Regions from separate parts of the Sus scrofa genome. Here region 1 is linked to region 2. The links are chromatin contacts, called in public HiChIP or PLAC-seq maps. All regions are on one chromosome and are shown on one strand. The core of a region is the stretch at or near the end of the contact, and the rest is flanking DNA. Distances in the headings are between cores, read along the strand shown. Region 1 holds the start of PLEKHA2 (pleckstrin homology domain-containing family A member 2). Region 2 holds the start of HTRA4 (serine protease HTRA4).

The links. HiChIP or PLAC-seq counts read pairs in DNA pulled down with a chosen protein or histone mark.
Region 1: an H3K27ac HiChIP or PLAC-seq map of alveolar macrophages shows a contact between it and region 2. The contact joins the promoter of PLEKHA2 here to the promoter of HTRA4 in region 2. A contact is called at or near these places in 10 of 47 Hi-C or Micro-C datasets (alveolar macrophages, blood, embryonic fibroblasts and 7 more) and 2 of 2 datasets of contacts at active chromatin or transcription factors (alveolar macrophages and skeletal muscle).

The regions. Positions count from the first base shown.
Region 1 is chr15:47,695,163-47,699,484 of Sscrofa11.1, reverse strand. PLEKHA2 (pleckstrin homology domain-containing family A member 2) reads left to right here and starts at 2,247. Exons shown (of 13, transcript XM_021075122.1): 1 at 2,247-2,494. LOC106506225 (a long non-coding RNA gene) reads right to left here and starts at 1,507. Exons shown (of 3, transcript XR_001301397.2): 1 at 291-1,507.
Region 2 is chr15:47,623,893-47,628,429 of Sscrofa11.1, reverse strand. HTRA4 (serine protease HTRA4) reads left to right here and starts at 2,541. Exons shown (of 10, transcript XM_021075121.1): 1 at 2,541-2,828; 2 at 2,831-3,142; 3 at 3,570-3,669. The coding sequence starts at 2,663. It overlaps PLEKHA2 (pleckstrin homology domain-containing family A member 2), which reads left to right. Exons shown (of 13, transcript XM_021075122.1): 13 at 1-2,323.

The sequences.
Region 1 (4,322 bases), core at 998-3,497, 71 kb before region 2:
GGATCCCAGGCATCTCTGGAGTGCTGGGATGAAGGTTCAATCCCAAGCTCAGCACAGTAGGTTAAGGATTTGGCGTTGCTGCAGCTGCAGCTTAGTAGCAACTGTGGCTCAAGTGTGATCTCTGGCCTGGGAGCTCCATATGCTTTGGGGTGGCCAAAAAAAAAAAAAAAAAAAAATCCACCTCCTTCTCCAGGACACCGCTCTTCCCCCGCCCCCGGACCCACAGACACACACACACAGACACACACACACACACACACATACTTCCTCTAAAGGTTGATGGTACTTACTCTGTGCCATTTCTGCGACACTTTCAAGAGGAACACAGGGCTGCCTGAACCTCCTAAGAACAGTTGTATCCTCTCCAGGAGACCCAAGGCTGTTGGCTCCTTTTTGCCTCCCAGGCATCCAATACAGTAGTGCTCAGAAAATATTTGTGGCTCTGAGATTGAGTGACTCAGGCAGGCACCCCACAGGGTGGAGCGGAGAGTAGAGTTTTATGGGTTTTAAATATGAACCATACCATGTTATCTGAGACTATTACCTCTTTGCTCACCCTGGAAACCTTCAGTTCTAGTTGGATTTGCTGGGAGCTGAATGGAGTTTTGTTCCTTTTCATGCTGAAAACCATAATCCAATGTTTACATTAAAAAACATTCACCTAGCACCTACTTCATGATCCGCAGTGGTCCAAACACTTTACAAATGTTGACCCATTGACTATTCCTCCAACTAGATGTGGAAAGAGAGGCACTGAAACACTGTCACTTGCCCTGGGATCAGAACTAATAGGCGCCAGAGCTGGGATTTAAACCCAGGCCCTCTGGTTCCAGAGTACATGCTCTGCCTGAAATTTACCTGAGTGGCAGAAATCTTCAAGAGCAGAAAGAAAAAAAATGACATTGATATATTTGTTTCAAAGGAATTTTTTTTTTCTTGTGTTCCCCTTTCCTTCCTCATTCAAAGCAAAATGTTCTGAAGCCAACAGTCTTTTTTCACACCTGAGAGAGCAGGCGGCTCGTTTTCTTTTTTGCTTTGGCAATCAAAATGGAAGAGGAAACGAGTGTGGTTTCATCACTGGTGCTTTCGGGGTGTGTGCTGCGCGTGTGGTCCTGCCTCCCTCCTGGCAGATCTGGCTGCCCCCCACCCCCTTCCTTCAGGCCTTGTTGCCTCAGGTCCCGGGGACGACTGAACAGTCTGCCTTTCCCCTACAACACTGGGATGTGGACCAGCCTTTCTGGCAATTCCGCTTAACCAGACTTTGAGCTTCGAGGGTCTTCTTCAACCCTCCCCTCTGTCAAAGCCCAGTAACTCGGACTCAGGCCTTACCAACTGCGTTTGCATCAGAATCCCCAGAAATCGCAGCGCTGCGTCCTCCATCCTAGGGTGAATCCACCACGGTTCTGAGTTTCGGGCTTTAAGTGCCCGACTTAATGTATATTTAAATAAATACCTATCTCCTCACCTGAGAGGCCGGCCTCAGAACCTGACTGACCAGCCATTGATTAACTGTGGGTACCCAGGGCAAATTACTTAACGTCTCAGAGTCTCGGTTTCCTCATCGTGAAGAGGATGGATACCCACAGGGTTGCCGCGTGGATCGAATGAGATAACGCAGAGGATGCACTGGCACCCAGTGGTTCTCTTAGGTTCCTCTTAGCAATATTACTTAATACCTGTTTGTCTGTTCCCATTTTTCCCCAGAGCACCCTCCCGCTCTGAGGGCTGGAAGGGCGTCTTTGAGCCACGCTCTGAAAAAGTCCCTACGCACCCGTTAGAACGTACCACCCCACGGGGCTCCCGGGATGCATTCATGACAACCCAGGAGAATCAGCGGTGCTTCAATCTATCCTAACCCTAGACTTAACCCCGCGGCCCCTCATGGCTAAGGGCTCTGGGTCCTCGGGAAGCCTAAGTGAAGCCGCTGGTGGCTTTGGGAAAAAGAATGGGGTAAAGAGAGAGTCTGCGCTCCCTCCTTCTAAGATGCCCTCATCCCGGAGCCCCTTTCCCGCTCGGACACCTGCTGCCCGAGGCCGGCGTCGGAGAATAGGGCCTCCCACCCTGCGGCCGCGTCCCACCTGCCGGGCCGCCGGCGCCGGCGAGGTGGTCCAGGCCGGTAGCCTCGGGGGCCGCCTCCGGGCGCCGCGCCCCCGCCGGGTCCGCGCAGCTTGCGCGCCGGGCCGCGCCCCCTCCCAGCCTGCGGCGCCCCGGCACCCTTCTCTTCCCCCGGCGGGCTCGGCGGAGCATTGTACTCACATCCGGGGCTGGGTTTTCCTTTAATGCGAAACGTAATTAACCCGGAAAAAAGAGCCGAGAGACAAGAGAGAAGGAGGGTGTGGGGGTTGGGGGGGGAGAAGAGCGAGAGGAGCGAGAGGCCCCTAGAGTTTCGTGGCGACAAAAATCCCCGAGAGCGACAGCCCGCCGGGCCGGAGAGGCGCCTCCCAGCCCGATGTAACCCACGCACCCGGCCCGAGCCCCGGCCCTGCGCGGCGGGGTAAGTGGGGCTCTCGCGCGGCCCCAGGAACCGAGCGGCGCAGAGAGGCGCGCGGGGGCCGGCGAGGGACCGGGCGGGGGCTCCTGCCTGCGGGCTGATGGTTCCGGGGAGGTCGCGGCGGCCCCCGGGGCCCCAGGGAAGCCGGGGGCGCAGCCCCTCCTCCGGCCCTCGGGAGCGCGCGGGGTGGCCAAGGTCGCGGCCGCCAGGGGTCGGGCTGCGGGGGTGGGGCCGCGGGCCGGGTCCGGGCGGGTGTGCTGCTGAGCTGCGTTTTCTCACGTTTGCAGCGGCGAAACTTCTCTGCGGGCTCTGACGCTGGGGCACCGGCCCCGCAACGACTGCCCGGGCTGCGGGTAGGGAAGGCAAGCAAAGGACGCCCAGGCAAGTCCCTTGGGGCACGGATTGGGCTGTGGAAACTCCTCTTTCTCTTCCCCTATCAACCTTATTACATGGCAGGCCTAGAAGGCTCCCGGGGGAGATCCCTCCTTTCCCTTTGGGTGCAGCAGGGCCCTCCGGCTTCTGGAACTCCGGACTCTGGGGAGACTTGAAGGAAACGGTCCTCAAATGCAGGTTCGGTGCCAGGTTGGGAAAGCACTTCGAGGGGAGCTGTCTGTACGTCTCCCTAACTTCTTCCTCACCTTACAAGCTTCCCTCTTCTGCTCCAGTTTTGAAGACTGTAGGAAAGCAAGTGTGCAGACACGTCCAGAGAGGAGGTGCGGCGGGGCCACCTAGCTCGGGGCGTACTCATCTCCCTCGTCAGGCCAGCCCTGCACACCGCCCCCCCCCCTTCCCCCAGCCTCCCGCTTTAAGGTTTCCTTCCTACTTGGTGAATCTTCCCCTTCTGACTCCTTCTCCCACCCCCTCCTCCAGTCTTTCTTTAGGACTCCGAATGGGGTTTTTCAGACGCGAGTTAACAGCAGGGGAGGGGGAGGGGACAAGCATTCTGCCGGGTCGCCAGCTGTGGGCTCCCGGAGGCACTTCAGCCCGCTGAGCCGTGGTTGCACTTGGGCTGAAGTTCCAAAACTGTACCCCTGTTGCTCTTATTTGTTTGCTTTAATTTTTTTCCGTTGTTCTTAATATATTTAAGTCGCGCCCCTTTTTCCTCTTTTCTGGAGCTTTATCATTTTTCTTTGGTGGCAGAGTCTTCAGAAACAGTAAAGCCAAAGATCTTGATCTTGTTTTCTATTTCAGTTGCGTTCAATGGACATTTATTGGGTAATTAAGGCAAGAAAGGCAGTGATGAACAAAAGGAAGCCTGTCTCTTCAGGTAGCTTACAGTCTGATGGAGGACACAGGCTAGGCTGCACATCTACAACCTAGAACTCAATGCAGATTACTAAAATAGAGATCCAGCAGGCTTTGTGAAACTAAAGGAGGCTTTTTTGTTTGTTTTGTCTTTTTAGGGCCGCACCCACGGCACATGGAGGTTTCCAGGCTAGGGGTTGAATCAGAGCTGTAGCTGCCGGCCTTACGCCACAGCCACAGCAACCCAGGATCTGAGCCTCCTCTTCGACCTACACCACAGCTACAGCAACGCCAGATCCTTAACCCAGTGAGCAAGGCCAGGAATTGAACCTGCATCCTCATGGATATTAGATTAGTTTCTGCTGAGCCATGATGGGAACTCTCAAAAGGAGGCTTTTAAAAACACCCTCCCTCATCGATTCAGATATCAGCCTTCTATTGCATGCCAGTTGAACGTAGGAGACTTTTGCCATAGCTTCTAGTCAAGACTCTGTGGCCAGCTTGGTGTATGGCGTCTACTTAGGTGCTAAGTAATTGTTTGTTGAAAGAATAAGTGAGTGACCACAAGCACAGAAATTGTCTGCCC
Region 2 (4,537 bases), core at 1,292-3,791:
GTTGTGGCTCTGGTTACTGTTGTGGCATGGGATTTAATCCTGGGACAGGAACTTCTGTATGCTGCAGGGATGACCCCCCCCCAAAAAAAAATTAATGCCAAGAGGAAGAGACTAAAAGAAGCATTTTTACCTAAGTTAATCCTTCCCTGTCCTCATGCCCAAATTTAACGCAGGGGCCAAAGCATATGATCAGAAAATCTTTAGTGACTTGAAGGAGATCTATTTCTTTCAGGCAGTGTCATTTCCTTGAAGTCTGTGTCAGGTTGAAAACTTTTCTTGACTGCACTGCTTTGGAGACAAGCTTCACTTAAATTGTGTTTGGCCTAGTGGTTCTGTATACACACTGATATGAAAAAGGAAATCTAGGAGTTCCTGTTGTGGCTCAGTGGGTTAAGAACCCGACAGTGTCCCTGAGGATATGAGTTTGATCCCTGGCCTCGCTCAGTGGGTTAAGGATCCAGGTTGCAGACTCGGCTGGGATCTGGTGTTGCTGTGGCTGAGGCGTAGGCTGGCAGCTGCAGCTCTGATTTGACCCCCAGCCTGGGAACTTCCATATGATGTAGGTGCAGCTGTAAAAAAAATAATAATAATAAAGAATATCTACCCTGGATTGAGCTATCTCTTTTTCTCTTTTCTGTGACCTCTTGTATACTTTTGTCCTCAGAAATCCTTGGTTTGGGGATTATTTATTTATGAGTCATCATGGTGACAGCATACTTCAAGTAGACTGATTTTTAAGAAGCCATTCCTGATTCTTAAAGCTGGTTTCTCTGGTTTCATCTTCAAATTTTTCTCAAGAACATTCTTTAGCAGGGTCAAAGAAAGTGCACCATCAGCAATGTGGAACTTACAAAAATAGATTAGAACTTGTGAAATCTCTATAAACATTCCCTAACTCATGGAATGATGTCATCTCTTGGTGGTATGAAAATCTACCCATTTCTCTCTCTTTTAAATAAACTCTCTGCTAATTAATTGCCATTATAGTAAGATGATCTGTTTCTTATTCAGTAAGGCCTATTTTGAGAATGTAGTAAATTAAATGTACTTATAAATCCAAATTGTATTAGATCAAAGGAAAACAAGGACTCCAGTTGGCAAATACTTGGAAATTTCAAGTTAATACATTGTTTATGTTATTCCAACACCAGATAAATATAATTCCTTTTGCTGAAGCCTAAAGGCATTCTTATTCCCAAATCTTATTTCGGAATTCCTTTTGTGTCCATATTTCTTACCTTCTGGTTAATTTCACCTTACCACTTTTTAATGTCACTACACATGTGAGTCAAAGATGGTGCATGCAGAACCAAGGCATTTGGTTTTAAATGTGTAAAATGGAACCAAATGGAAAAAAACAGGACGGAGATGCAGTATCTGCTAGTAGTTAAGTGCCTGGGCTCTGGAATAAATATGTTTTAAAAAGCGGGGGGAAGGAGGAATCAAAAAAAGGTACTGCTTTTTTTATGTATGGAATAAAAATATTCTCTAAATTGGGCTGGGTTTTTTTTTTTTAGGAGTAGACTTTTAAAGGCAACTGTGGCTGTGGTCATTTTATTTTACTATTTTTTTGGCCACACCTACAGCATTCAGAAGTTCCCTGACCAGGGACCAGACTGGAGCCACAGCAGTGACAACAATGCCAAATCTTTAACTGTTAGTCCACGAGGCAACTGTGAGTTTTGCTATTTTCATAAGACTTTTAATTCAGTCTTGACCCACTGTGTGTAGTAGAATTTCAGGTGTCTCCCCATAGCTGAACTGTATTGTCCACTGTTCTTGAAAGTTAAGAATTTGCTTGCTCAAGATCAGCTGATGGCTGGTGAACACAGTTTGGCCTTTGGCATTTTGTGAGATGACTTAATTGTACTATGGTGTTTGAGGAATAGAGACCTCAGGTGAAAATACTTCTGTTTCTGTTTTGAATGGTGAGCTCCCATGAGAAAGAGTCCAACATTTTTTTCTCCCAATGTCACTTTTTTCCCCCTTATTCTCTTTTTTCTCTGTCTCTGTCATTGCCTGCGGTAGTGAATTTCAGTCACTCATGCTGAGTAGAGTTTGAATAAAGTGAATATTTGGCCCCAAAACATACTGTTGGACGCCCCCACCCACCCCGCCTTGCTTGTAAGGTGTGGCATGATTTTGTGTTTTGAACCAGTATGTTTCAGCTGTGAAATGCACTCACTGTAGACACTGAGCTGAGTGCATGGAAACTGTTATGCTTTTCATTTTATGTGATCTCCTAATTGGTATGTAGCAAAAAATAATTTTCTAAAACTGTTTTGTTGCTTGTTTTGTAATAAAACCATGTGAAATACTGCAATACGGCAACGTGTGTTTTCCTAAGGCTGACCTTCTGTCCGTGGGTGGGTGATCTGGCTTGTCAGTGTGCCCCTGGCCTTGGTTTTAGGGATTTCACGACGTGGCTGTCTGCTTGGGGAAGGGCCAGGATGTCTCTTCATCTCCTGGGGTGGGACGGCTGGGGGAGGATTGGGGGAGGGGGTGCGTGGAGAAGACTGCCAGACTCTGCCCCTTAAAGTTGGGGACTGGCAGAAGCGGCACAGCAGTCCGGAGAAAGTGTGGCTCATCTTAGAGCAGCTGCGGGTCCAGAGGAAAATCATAAGAAAGTGGGGAGGAGCGGGGTCAGGAGGAAGGAAGCAGAATGTCCAGAACTCTGCTGCGGCCCGCCGGGCTCAGACAGCTCCTACTGCTGTGGCTGCTGCTGCCCCACGCACCTGGGGCCGGGGTCGAGGCCAGGACCGTCCGGCCCGCGCCGCCCTGCCCCGCGGTCTGCGAGCCAATGCGCTGCCCCCCGCTGCCCTCCTGCTCCGCGGGACGGCGCCAGTGCTTGACCGCTGCGGCTGCTGCCGCGTCTGCGCCGCGGCCGAGGGCGAGGCTTGCGGCGCCGCGCTCCGCCGGCCGTGCGCCCCGGGGCTGCAGTGCCTCGCGCCGCCCTCACCGCGGCTCCTTGGCAGCAGCGGGCTCGGTACCTGCCGCTGCCCGGCGGCGGGGGCCGCGGTGTGCGGCAGCGACGGGCGCACGTACCCCAACCTGTGCGCGCTCCGCGCCAGGAACCACGCTGCACGTCTCCGCGGCGGGCTCCCGGCGGTGCACGTGCATGAGGTGGACTGTGGGGACCCAGGTGAGCGGTCGACGCGCGCTCTCGGCGCCCTCTTGGCACTTTCTTAGGGAGCCTGTTCCAATCGCGTGGCCCAGCGCGGGCTCTTTCCTGCCGCATTGCCACAGGGATTCACCACCTCCTAGCTCCCAATTTTCTTCCTGCCTTACTTGTCTCGTTACCGGTTCCCAGGTAGTTGCTCCCCGATTTCCTCCCTATAGGTGTTGCCTGTCGCCTTCCCTTTAAAATTACTTTCCAATCGGAATGACAGGTCTGGTTCCCTCAAGGCGCTGTCTCACGGGAACGCAGTGAAAATACAGAGGGAGACCGAAGAGAGGAAGGGGAGGGAAAGGGGAGGGAGAAGAGAGGCAGAGAAGTTTGAGAGATGACCCCTGATGCAGTCAGGCAGCGAGGGTGTCCCCCGCCCCAAGAACGGAGCGTCTCTTCACAGGGACCAGAAGCGCGGGCTGGCTCAGGAGCAAGTACAACTTCATCGCAGAGGTGGTGGAGAAGGTGGCGCCGTCGGTGGTCCACTTACAGCTGTTCAGCAGGTAAAGGAGGCCAAGGGAGACGTCAACTCCTTGGGTTGTTTCCCAGCGTCTTCCTGCTCCAGGCCCGACTCTACCGCTCTTCCAGCACTGTTTAGTCCTAAAAACCCCGCTGTGAGGAAATCCAGCGGCTCCAAGAGGTTGAATTGCCCGTTAGTTGTTAGTCGTTTAGCCAAAGGGCGGAGGCACAGAGATTCTGACTTTCAAATCGAGGCAACCCCTCTCCTTCAAATTCAAGGTCAGATATTAGTGATAGAGGGCCTCTTGATGGTACTCTTGCTCGGCCTCTTCTTTTTCGTGGAGGGAATCCCAGAACCAGCGAGCAAGAGGAATTTGTCCTATGTCACAAGGCGGATTAGGAGAGGAACCCACGCTGGAACCAGACTTCTTTAACTCCCTCCCTGCCTGGGTGCTGGATAATGTTGCCCTAGGTCCACTTTTGTCCCCAGTATGACCATCAGGTTAGTTTTCCTTGAAGCAGAGGGCTGTGGCTCTGACCTGCTTTCACGAAGAGGGTATCCCTGGAATTCCTGCTTTGGTGCAGTGAGTTAATGATCTCTCATCCGGGTGGAGGTGCTGGTTCCATGCCTGGCCAGGTGCACTGGGTAAAAGATCCCACTTGCTGCAGCTGTGGCGGGTGTGGGTCTCCCAATTGAATTAGATCCCTGGCCCTGGAAGGAGATGGCTGAAAAATAAGAAGCGGGTGTTCCTAGAAAAAGAGAGTTGGAATCAGCTTTCAGTCCTGTTTCCAAGACGTGGCCAGGGCACTGATATACCAAGTGAAGTTACACATGGAGAGAATGGAAACAGGGAAAAGTAAAATGTCTGAGGAAGCAGTGGTGGAAGAATGTTGGCTAAATGAGAGGTTCCT